4 separate regions of the Sus scrofa genome follow, and regions 1, 2 and 4 are each linked to region 3. Evidence: chromatin contacts called from public Hi-C and HiChIP or PLAC-seq data. All regions are on one chromosome and are shown on one strand. The core of a region is the stretch at or near the end of the contact, and the rest is flanking DNA. Distances in the headings are between cores, read along the strand shown.

Evidence for each region. Hi-C and Micro-C count contacts between places; a contact is called where the count stands out from the background. HiChIP or PLAC-seq counts read pairs in DNA pulled down with a chosen protein or histone mark.
Region 1: a contact with region 3 is called in a Hi-C map of liver, with 11 times the contacts expected there. The contact joins two enhancer-like sites. A contact is called at or near these places in 4 of 5 promoter capture datasets (fetal liver, fetal skeletal muscle, liver and 1 more), 31 of 47 Hi-C or Micro-C datasets (adipose tissue, alveolar macrophages, blood and 17 more) and 2 of 2 datasets of contacts at active chromatin or transcription factors (alveolar macrophages and skeletal muscle).
Region 2: an H3K27ac HiChIP or PLAC-seq map of alveolar macrophages shows a contact between it and region 3. The contact joins two enhancer-like sites. A contact is called at or near these places in 1 of 5 promoter capture datasets (fetal liver) and 1 of 2 datasets of contacts at active chromatin or transcription factors (alveolar macrophages).
Region 4: an H3K27ac HiChIP or PLAC-seq map of alveolar macrophages shows a contact between it and region 3. The contact joins the promoter of SP110 here to the enhancer-like site in region 3. A contact is called at or near these places in 2 of 5 promoter capture datasets (fetal liver and fetal skeletal muscle), 4 of 47 Hi-C or Micro-C datasets (alveolar macrophages, embryonic fibroblasts and liver) and 2 of 2 datasets of contacts at active chromatin or transcription factors (alveolar macrophages and skeletal muscle).

Annotation. Positions count from the first base shown.
Region 1 is chr15:131,186,017-131,188,716 of Sscrofa11.1, reverse strand. The region is part of intron 9 of SP110 (sp110 nuclear body protein); the gene reads left to right. Among named protein-coding and RNA genes, the nearest start is that of SP140, 38 kb to the left of the region's middle. Within about 2 kb of position 1,311, at least 31 of the 83 cell types and tissues checked have an H3K27ac peak or open chromatin away from gene starts, as enhancers often do. A contact at or near this core is called in adipose tissue, alveolar macrophages, fetal liver and 5 more, where this site is marked.
Region 2 is chr15:131,159,085-131,161,784 of Sscrofa11.1, reverse strand. No RefSeq gene overlaps it. Among named protein-coding and RNA genes, the nearest start is that of SP140, 65 kb to the left of the region's middle. Within about 2 kb of position 1,379, at least 4 of the 83 cell types and tissues checked have an H3K27ac peak or open chromatin away from gene starts, as enhancers often do. A contact at or near this core is called in alveolar macrophages and fetal liver, where this site is marked.
Region 3 is chr15:131,410,416-131,413,115 of Sscrofa11.1, reverse strand. No RefSeq gene overlaps it. Among named protein-coding and RNA genes, the nearest start is that of CAB39, 81 kb to the left of the region's middle. Within about 2 kb of position 1,280, at least 54 of the 83 cell types and tissues checked have an H3K27ac peak or open chromatin away from gene starts, as enhancers often do. A contact at or near this core is called in adipose tissue, alveolar macrophages, embryonic fibroblasts and 6 more, where this site is marked.
Region 4 is chr15:131,225,226-131,228,097 of Sscrofa11.1, reverse strand. SP110 (sp110 nuclear body protein) reads left to right here and starts at 1,555. Exons shown (of 17, transcript XM_021075649.1): 1 at 1,555-1,684. The coding sequence starts at 1,665. It overlaps SP140 (nuclear body protein SP140), which reads right to left and starts at 2,793. Exons shown (of 25, transcript XM_021075644.1): 1 at 2,603-2,793.

The DNA of each region.
Region 1 (2,700 bases), core at 62-2,561, 220 kb after region 3:
GCAACATGGGAACTGAACCATGTCTGTCACCTACGACACAGCTCACGGCAACACCAGACCCTTAACCCACTGAGTGAGGCCAGGGATCGAACATTTGTCCTCATGGATCCTAAACAGATTTGTTTCCACTGAGCCACAACGGGAACTCCTTACCGCTATTATTTGTATTAAGTATATATACATATCTATGCTTAGTATATTGTTATACATGTGTATGTATTAACTTGTGAAAATTTGACTTCTGTATGTAATAGTTTTAACCTCCCTATCTATTGCCTTGGGCTTGCTGTTTATTTCTTAGTCAATGCTATGATTTTTCATTCATCAGGACTCATCTCTGTCTTTTCTCCCCAAACTAGTAAGGGAAAAAAATTACTTAAAAATAGTTGACCAAAAAGAGAAAAAAAAAAGTTGACCTATAAAGGATGTAAATCCATGTTTGCAGTTGTAAATGACTATTCATTTTTTATATATTAGAAAAGAGGGGAAAAGATGTCTGTTCAGGGAGTTCCCATCGTGGCACAGCATAAACGAATCCGACTAGGAACCCTGAGGTTTCGGGTTCGATCCCTGGCCTCGCTCAGTGGGTTAAGGATCTGGTGTTGCCATGAGCTGCGGTGTAGGTCACAGATGCAGCACTGATCCCAAGTTACTGTGGCTCTGGCATAGGCCGGTGGCTATAGCTTCCATTTGACCCCTAGCCTGGGAACCTCCATATGCTGCAAGCGAGGCCCTAAAAAGGAAAAAAAAAAAAAAAAAAAAAAAGCCAACCATGTTCCCATTTCTGGTGGGATGGGCTTTTGCTTCCTGTGTTGGTCAGGGGTGAGCCCTCCCGGCCCCCCACCCTTGCTTCTGTGCTCTGTGCTCTGGTGTGTCTTGGGTCCCCTGTCCTTGCCCCCTCCCTCCTCCTGGCATTCCTGTTCCTTCCGCTTTTATAATTTACTTCTGCATCATCTCTTGTCACTCTCCCTTCCCTCTTTAGGCACCTGCCACACTGGCCTTTTCCCCCATTAACTTATTCCTGAGCGTGAGGTGTGCTACCCAAGCTGGGGTCTACAGACTGCTGCCCACTGCAAGCCGGCTTGTTGCAGTCTGCAAAAATAAAGAGCTTGTAAATCAGCTGTGGCTCTGAGCACACTGCTTCCCTAGCGAGACAGCAGTGCTCTGATGTCCATGCGGGCTGAGCCTCACATTATGGCAGGGCAGCATCTTGAGCAGCGTGGTGGCACGTGGGGAAGAAGGCAGGCGCTTCAGTGTACGCTTGAGGAGTTAACACAAAGGAAAAGCCCACAGGTACCCAGGCCTCAGGCCAAGAAACGGAATGTAATCCACGGCCGCATTCCAATCCCCACCCACACACCCAAGGGCAGGCACCAGGCTGGTTTTTCCCAGCGTTCATCCTCCTTCTCGCTCAGGACCTGTGTCCTCTCGCTCCGGCATCGACTCCCTCCCCAAAGCCACGCTCTCATCCTTCCTCCTCCTCTGCCACACAGTCTCGGACTTCACCTTTGTCCTGCGGGCAGGGGTAGGTCTCCCTGACATGCTTTTGTCACATGTGTAATTAACTGTGTACATTCTGTTCACTCCCTGCAGTCGAATGAGGTCAGTACATGGATCTGGCTCCCTCATTACTCCTCGTCTCCTCTAGGCCCCAGAGTTTGTGCTTAAAGGGCTGTCAGATCAATACAGTATTCCTTCTTTCAAGTATGGATACCAATATTAGGACCACCGTGGACCCATACAAAGAACTTTGTAAACTAGAGGAAAAAAAAAAAATCAGCACCTTTTTCCATGCACTTGGGCTAGAGCTGGCCCCCAGAGTCTTGAAACAGGCACTTTGCTGCCCTCTGCTGGACACATATGGGAAGTGTACAAATGGATTCTGTCTCTGAGGTGACCTGCCCCAAGGCCTCCCTCCAACATCCGCCCCAGCGCCCCCCACCAGCACCTTAAAAGGGGAATTCCTTGCTCAGTGCACATCCCACACAACCAGATGCAGAGGCCCTGACAGCAATGTAAGTGTGTACATCACTTTACAGTTAGCAAGGCACGCTGTTCTTTGCTATCATTTAATCTTCAAATAGAAAAATTTCAGCCCCTTTTGCAGATTCAATTAGAGCATAAAAGACTTGCATGAGCTGGAATCAAACTAGATGTTTTAATCCCAAGTCCTTTGTTCTTGGAAGTTCCTGTCGTGGCTCAGGGGTAACCCACCCTGTTCTTTTTGTTTGTTTGTTTGTCTTTTTGTCTTTTAGGGCCGCACCCACATATGGAGTTTCCCAGGCTCGGCGTCAGGTTCAATCCCTGGCCCTGCTCCGTGGGTTCAGGATCCCTCATTGCTGTGAGCTCTGGTGTAGGTCACAGACGTGGCTCGGATCCCACATTTCTGTGGCTGTGCTGTGGGCTGGCAGCTGCTGGTCCAATTTGACCCCTAGCCCAGGAACGTCCTTTTGCCTGGGGTGTGGCCCTAAAAAGCAAAGCAAAACAAAACAAAGTCCTTTGTTCGTTACACTGAAAAAAATACCCCCTGGCCTTTTTAGAGAACACGGGTAGGAGGCAAGAGTCCAGGCAAGCGTTGGCAGCTGTCCATCACCAAACCACTTCTCCTGCTTCCTTAGCACGTGGCCCCGGCTTTGACTTCTGATTTAATGTCATGTCTCTGTGCACTTATCAGTCGTATGATGTAGTCTTGTTGAGGTG
Region 2 (2,700 bases), core at 130-2,629, 250 kb after region 3:
AAGAAAGAGGAAGAGGTGGTCTTTTCTGACCCCCACTCCCCTAGGATAATAAAACTGTAGCCCACCGAATCCTGGGGGCAGAGCTTCCATCCCTGCCTGCTTGAAACTCTTCCAAGTGTCCTATCCTAATAAACCTGTGTCTTGCCTAACACTTTATCTTTCGCTGAATTCCTTCTGCTCAGAGGCATGAAGAACCTGAACCTCAGTGAGTCCCGACACTGGGCGAGTGATTCTACTCTAAAACCATGGGTTTAAGTCCCCATCTGGGTTTAGGCTGGATTTGAATCCCAGCACGTGGGTTCAAGTCCAAGTCTCTGTTCTGGCTGGGTTTAGGCCATGAGTGCTGTCAGGTTCAGATCCAGCATCTCTGTGGCTGTGGCTGTGGCTGTGGCCAGTGGCTACAGCTCCGATTCGACCCCTAGCCTGGGAACTTCCATATGTTGAGGGTATGGCACTAAAAAGAAAAAGGAAAGAAAGAAAAGCTTTTTATCAGGAGCAACTGAAAGAATTATATATGAAGTTCTAGTTCCCCCTCCAGCGGATACTGGAAATTCAACTTTGTAAAATCCAATCTTAGGAGCTGAGAAGGCGTGGTCTCCTGGTCAAGTACACCTGCCCTTGGGAGAGGTAGGCTTAATTGGCTACTAGCATCTGGGCTGAGAACCTTTCTCATATGCTTTCCAAGCTTCTGCAAAGCCAAACCCTGCTGAACAAGCTCGTAGCCCACAGGTGGCTGTGGGGTCTGCCTCTGGCCAACCTGGCCAGTCCTGCTGGGGGACTTGGCCCCTCTTCTTCGCTCCCTTGAGCCTTGAGGGGCCCACCTGATTCTCTTTCCTTCTAAAGATGCTCCCTCTCCATCCCATGGGATCTTTCTCCACCTGGAATTCGGTATGTGGGCAGGATTCCCAGCTCTCCCTTCTGTCATTGTCCCTAGGAAATAAAAAAAAAAAAAAAATCAGAGTTCCCATGGTGGCACAGTGGGAACAAATCCGACTAGTATCCATAAGGATGAGGGTTCAATCCCTGGCCTCGATCACTGGGTCAGGAATCCAGTGTTGCCGTGAGCTGTGTTACAGATGGCAGACACCACTCAGATCTGGTGTTGCTGTGGCTGTGGTCTAGCCTGTCAGCTGCAGCTCTGATTCAACCCCTAGCCTGGGCTTTCATATGCCACAGATGTGGCCCTAAAAAGCAAAAAAAAAAGAAAAGAAAATCACAGACACTATTCACTTTACCACTGTGAAGCGACACTTGAAATAATGAAATCCAAGAAGCCATTGTCTTACTCATCTTTCCTCTGGTCTCAAGGGATTCCTTGATCTCAGGAGCCATCTAGAAAAGGGAACACCACTCAGTGGGGCTTTCCCAGCCTGAGTCCTCAGGCCTTGTGCCAACATGTGTCCTGGTTGGATAAAACCAGGGCTAGGATGCATTTACCCTGGGGACACCTTGCCCCATGAGCAGCCACCGGCATCTGATCATTTACAGAAAGGTTGAGCGGGAACTCTCTCCATCATCCAAATGCGACAGACATGGAGGCCAATTTGCCAGAAGAGAGCACAAGCCCACAAGCAAGGGCTCAGTGGTAAGGACAGTGACCCAAGCAAGGACACAGGGCCTGAGGATCAGAGGAAGGGGCAGCTGTGTGTCCACCACGTCAGCTGATGCCAGACCACGTCAGTGTCTGTTTAATGTGGAGTGGCGGTTTGACACACCAAATGCTGCAGCATCTAGTGGGGGAGATGAAGCAGAAATGTTCTTAGTTCACAAAGGCGACAGTGAGGTTTCCAACTTCAGGCACAGCAATGGTTCTCCAGGCTCTGCAGCCCGAGGCAGAGGCAGGCATCCAGGTCCAGGCACTGCGGTTGCAGCATCCGGATCCAGGACAGCTACGGTGCCCAGCTGTCAGGGTGCAGACAGAGAGGGCTGGCTCACCTGGCCCTATGACAGGGTTCTGGACTCGTTCATGGGCCCATGGACTTGTCCCGGAGAGCATGGGAACCTGGTCTCTCAGCCCTCAGTAGGTGGGTTCTGGCAGCCAGTGAAAGGAGCCTCAGGTCAGTGGGCGTGTGTTGGTACTTACCTACACGAAAAGCCAGAGATGCACAGCATAAGCTCACATCCTCCTAAAAAGTCAGGCAGAGGACTGGTCCTAAGAGAGGACAGGCCAATCCTTGGCACCTGCCAGGATCCATGAACCCTGCACTTTCTCAGACAGAGCCTAAGGGCAGATTTAGCCTTTTGTTTCTTTTCTTTTCTTTTTTTAGGGCCACACCTGCCGCATATGGAAGTTCCCAAGCTAGGTGTCCAATTGGAACTACAGCTGCCGACCTACGTCACAGCCACAGCAATGCCAGATCCCGAGCCGCGTCGGCAACCCACACCACAGCTCATGGCAACGCCGGATCCTTAACCCAGGGAGCAAGGCCAGGGATCGAACCTGCATCCTCATGGATCCTAATCAGGTTCTTTAACCGCTGAGCCAGGAAGGGAGCTCCAGATGTAGCTATTTCTGTATCTGGACCATGACCCTGTTTGTTTATGCAGCCAGTGCTTGAAATCAACATCATCTGTTTCCAGCTTCTCAAAGCAGTTTGCCCTGGACCCTTTAGCCCTGGTTCAGAGCTCTTTCGGGTAGAGCAGATCACAGGGAAGAGGTTTCCTACTGTCTGGATAGACTCAGAAGCCAGCTCTGAGAGG
Region 3 (2,700 bases), core at 31-2,530:
AGTTAAGGAGGCCCCTCCTTATGTCCCCTTTGGTGTGAGGCCTCTTCTCCACCACACATCTCCTCCAGAGCAATGGTCATATGCTGTGCATTAGCTCGTGCTAGATAACACAAGGCTGCAAGGATGAAGAACCCCCAACACTCCCCCCGCAAGGTGGTATCCAGTTACAATAATCCATTTCATGTCTCCTCTTAAAAGACAACCATCAGCTGTGGTTCGGTTTACCTTAATCCCCAGATTTTTCTTCTTTGTTCAAGCCACCACTGAGACTCCACTTGCAGGAAGCATTCACGGAGTAGAAAATCTGCAGGGTAAGCCAGTGGAAGTCAACAGGTTCTGAGGTGGCCTCAGATGCAGGTGGAGGTGGTCAAAGGAGTTCCATCTCATTCCTCTTCGTCTTCACACCCCCAGCCCCCCCAGTTCACCCCATGAGTCAACCAAGGGGAGCTTGGTTCAGAGCATTCCCAGCCTAAAGGGAAATCCAGAAGGCAGAGATGCCCGGTTCTTAAGGTCTCTTAGGCCCAAAGAAGGTCTCAGGGACCTAGGAAGATAGCTCAGAAAGCGAGTGGAAAAGAATCAAAGACACAGGGCATCCTCATAATTTGAACTAAAACTTCTTCGTCTAGGTCATAAATACACTTACAGGCACATCAACTGCTTCAAACAGGAAAACTATCTCATGCACTAATTCCTTACATTTATTTCACTCGCTCTTACCTAGAAGGGAAGAATGCCACCTCTAATCTTGATTTTGAGCTATGTGGTTAGATGGTTAAGAAATGAGTTCTTCGCTTCCAGAACAGACAGTAAGATGAATTAGGAGAGGAAAAGGTATTTCTGAAGAGGAATGTGCAATAGCAACATTCAGCCACCAGAGGGCACTGTAGACCCTCTGGAGGTTCTGGAAAGAGCGACACGGTGTATTGAGAAAAGACGGTAAAATGCAAATTTAAGTAAAGTTTCATTTGCTAAAATTAGAGTGAAAAATGGAAATGTCTCGGGTAGTAGAGGCTTTCCTTTCATTCTGTTCTGTGTGCTCCTGCTGAAAACTGACGTCGGCTAAGGCTGCAGCAGGTTTCTGGAGGACCCCCGGACCTCAGGTCGCTGATTGGGGGGGGGGGGGGCTTGTGGGGGAGGGACTTAGGGAATAGACGGCTGGCGAGGGCAGCAGGGGTGGAGGGAGGCATTTGAAAGGGCTCCAGGCAGCGGTTGTTTACCAACTGAGCTGAAAGCCTATTTGATTCTGTGTATTGCTTTAGTGGAACGTGTTGGCTGACTTCTGCCCTAGAAGGGGGAAGGGTGCTCTGGGAAAGCGAGTGGGTGGCTCCCCGGGGGCTGAAATTGTGCCAGCAGCTGACTTCCAGTAATGGAGCTTGTGCAAGAAGTAGACAGAGCGAGTCCAGGGCTGGCGGCGGAGCGCCCGTTTCCCTGCCAGTGTTTGCTGGGAGATAACCTGCTCCTGCCTGACATTTGATTATCCAAGCCCTGCTTTGGTGGCTTATCCTGTGTATGACCCGGGAACTGACTAGATCAGATCAGGGTTTCTTTTTTGGGGGAAAAGAACGAGGTGCAAGGGACAGGACTTCCTCCTCGTCTTGAATTTCTTCACTTTTTGTTTTCTATTGAACCATTCAACTGGCCATACCTAGTTCACCCCTGGGTGCACTGGAATTTAGGGAGAAGAGCAGCGGACCCCTGGCAAGCTTGTTTTAAGCTGACACCCAGTGCATTCTGCCCCTGCTTGTTTGTAGGTAGTTGAAACCAGCAGAATAAAAGGCTCAGACGTGACTCTGAGAAGTTTCTGATATTTGCCATGACCATCTGTAAGATCTCACTCTTCACCAGGCTGAGAATTTAAACCCCTTCTTCCATTTATTTTTCTGTCCCCAAATATGCTCAGCTCTAGTGTCCTGGGTCTCCAGACAGCGCCATGTTACAACTTAGTTGGAATAATTAACACAAAGCTCCAGATTCAAATAATATGAGCCCCTTCCAATGAATATTTTTAAAATGGTGGTAAAATGTATACAACAATATTTATCATTTTAACCATTTGTAAGAGGATAATTTAGTGATAAGAAATACTTTCACAATGTTGCAAAACCATTGTTGTTGTCTATTTCCAAAACTTTTGGTCATCCCCAACCTCTGAAACAGTAACTCTCAGTTCCCTGCACCTCCACCACCAGCTCCCATAACTTATATGCTACTTTTTGTTTCTATGAATTTACCTATTCTCTGTTTCTCATATATTTAGAATTATATATTTGTCCTATGTTTGGATTGTTTCACTTAGCATAATGCTTTCACAGTCCATCAGTGTGGCAACATATATGAACATTTTTATACTTTTTAATGGCTGAATAATGTTCCATTGTATGTATTCACATTTTGTTTATCCATTCATATGTTGTTGGGCATTTGGGTTGTTTCCACTTTTTGGCTCTTGTGATAATGCTGCTTATAAATACTGGTATAGACAATAGCAATGTTTCCAATTCTTTGATTCCCTTCTTCTTCTTTCTTTTTGGATGCACCCACAGCATGCAGAGTCCCTGGGCCAAGGATCGAACCTGTGCCACAGCAGTGACAATGCCAGATCTTTAATCTGCTGAGCCACCAGGGAACTCTAGATTCCCTGCTTTCTTTTAGATATATACCTAAGAGTGGAATTGCTAGGTATGGTAGTTGTATGTAGTA
Region 4 (2,872 bases), core at 306-2,805, 190 kb after region 3:
AAGCATGAGGATGCAGGTTTGACCCCTAGCCTCATTCAGTGGGTTCAAGATCTGGAGTTGCCATGAACTGTGGTGTAGATCACAGACGCGTCTCAGGTGATCGCAGATGCGTCTCAGATCTGGCATTGCCATGGCTGTGGTAGAGGCCAGAGGCTACAGCTCTGATTCAGCCCCTAGCCAGGGAAATTCCATGTGCTGCAGGTGTGGCCCTAAAAAGACCAAAAAAAAAAAAAAAAGTGCACATTGTGCGTTACCATTTACATAGAAATTTAGTGCAGACAAAACAAATCCGTAGACATAGTGAAAGTAGATCAGTGATTGCCCAGTGCTGGGACTGAGGAGGAAACTATTGGCGAAGGGCACAAGGGGACTTTCTGGGATGATGGAAATGGCCTGTATCTTAACTGTGGTTATGATGACGTTTGTTAAATCGCATCGAAATGCACACTTAAGATGATGCATTTTTATACTCCCATCAAATTGAGCTCGTGCCCACGTATGCTAGCCTTGGTTTCAAGGTTTCTTAGACTCTAGAACTGTGTTTCCCATCTTTTTTTCTGATTTATAAGTGTCCTGTTAGGAGAGGTCCCAAGTACATTTTCAAATCATTGATTTAAGTAAGGTTAAACAGACTTCTTAGAGAAGGATTTCTCACAGTACATATTAGAAATCTTTTTTGTTTTGTTTTGTTTTTGTCTTTTTGCCTTTTCTAGGGCCGCTCCCGCCGCATATAGAGGTTCCCAGGTTAGGGGTCGAATCAGAGCCAGAGCCACAGCAACCCGGATCCGAGCCGCATCTGTGACCCACACCACAGCTCACGGCAACGCCCGATCCTTAACCTACTGAGCGAGGCCAGGAATTGAACCCCAAACCTCATGGATCCTAGCCGGATACGTTAACCACTGAGCCACGACAGGAACTCCACATATTAGCAATCTTTAATAGGATGTTTAGAGGGAGTGTTCCCTGTCTCCCTGGAGCGGCTGTTTTAGAACCTTCTCCTGGCCCCAGTTCTCTCTGGGATCTGCCCACCACTGCAGGATTTAAGTTTCTATTCAGGTTTCTTTTTAAATTTCAATTTTCTTCAGTAATAATTTTATCCTGACAAAGTATAGGCATTTCTGAGTCACCCCTCCCCTTTGTTTTTATTTTTATTTTTTTTAAGTGTGATGATTTCTAGTAAATGGATTCCTTGGTGTAACATCATCATCCCCACAATTAAGCTTAGGGACATTTTCATCACCCCAAAAAGTGTAGGAGGACGAGTCCTAAAGAAACAGAGGTAGGTACAGATGTAAATAGATAGCATAACCCCCCGCCCCAACCACGTCCTTCGGACCGCACGCCCCCTCCTCACAGTACCCTCCTCCCCAGCTGGACCACCTCTCAAACCACCAATCCCACGACCCCCAAGTCCCCTGGGAATCTCACAAGTACCGGGAGGTGCCGAGAAGCTGCGAGAAATGAGGTCTTACCTTCAGCTCTGCACAGTCCGTTCAATGCTTTCACTTTGCTTTCACTTTCCTTTCCTCGGGAAGCCTGGCCCTCACCCTGAGCCCCAAAGCACAGACTTCCTGTTTTGCCTAACCTACCTCCCTGCCCTGCTCCCAGGCTTCCAGAGCCATCCTGGGAGAGCCCCTGGACCTGGAAAGGGAAAGGAACAGATGGCAGTCTCAGTATCCAGGTGGGTTTTTTTTGCCTCGGCTGCTTTATTCAGCTTTTGGTGATTGGCTTCCCCAGGTCCTGTTCTGGCCGCAGCAGCAGGGTGAGGCTCTCTCTCTCTCTCTCTGTAAAATTCCGTTTTCCAAAGAGATAGAGAGGGTGGGTGGGACTTAATAGGAGACTGTTAAAAAGAAGACAGAAGAACCGGGGAAGCAAACACACAACTCCCCCACCCCCAAATTCTAGCCTGTTATTGCAAACGGAGCTTGAGATTTCCTCTGTACTTCCTTGTCCGTGCAGTGACCCTGCCTCTGCCCCAACCAGGCAGCTCATTCATTATTCATAGTACAAGGGACCCGAGGGAGCTGGGACACTCGTGGGAAAGAGAAAACAAGGAGAGTGCATTTAATTTCCTCTCTCACATATCAACTTCTTAATATTTTTTCCTTAAGCACATTCATGATTATTTTCTTGAAATAAATTCCCAGAGTCAGGGAGATGATCTAGAAACAAATGCAGAGGGACTTTCAGGATGCTGTTAAGCACAGCATTGTGTCAGGCAGACAGTTTGCTTTTTAAAAATGTATTTGTTATGATTACTTTTCCCATTCTTAGTGAATACGCTTTTCAAAAAAAAAAAAATTCCTAGAAGTGGAATTTAAGACTCAAGGGCATACAAATTTTAGGAGATTTGATAAGGATTACTAAATTAACCTCTAGCAGTGTCTCTGATTGTTTTCTATCTTGGCCAGTTTGGTTGGCAAACATGTTATCAGATTGTCTTTGCCCTGTTCTGACCTGACCTCTAGCAAGTTGCCGTGTTTGTCATACATTCATTGTACATTTGACTTAATTTCTTGTTTATGCCTTTCCTTTTCTTTTTCTCGCTGATATTTATCTTTACTTATTGATTTTTAAGATTCTTGTGCATAATACAAACCTGAACACTCACGTACGGGACGCAGTATCCTGCACTGGTGAGAAGAGGGGCTTTGGTCAGATGAGTCCGCTTTGCCCATGAATACCTCGGGCTAGTTAATGAACCTCTCTGTGCTTCGCCTTCATCCCTGGCAATTGTAGCAGATGAAGAGTGAGGAACACGGCAGGTGTTTTGCTCAGAACGCTGTAGTAAAATTAGTCATCCGGGGCCCCTTCCTCTTCCTAGCATGTGACCATCCTGACCTTTTCTGGCTCTGAATTGATTTTTGCC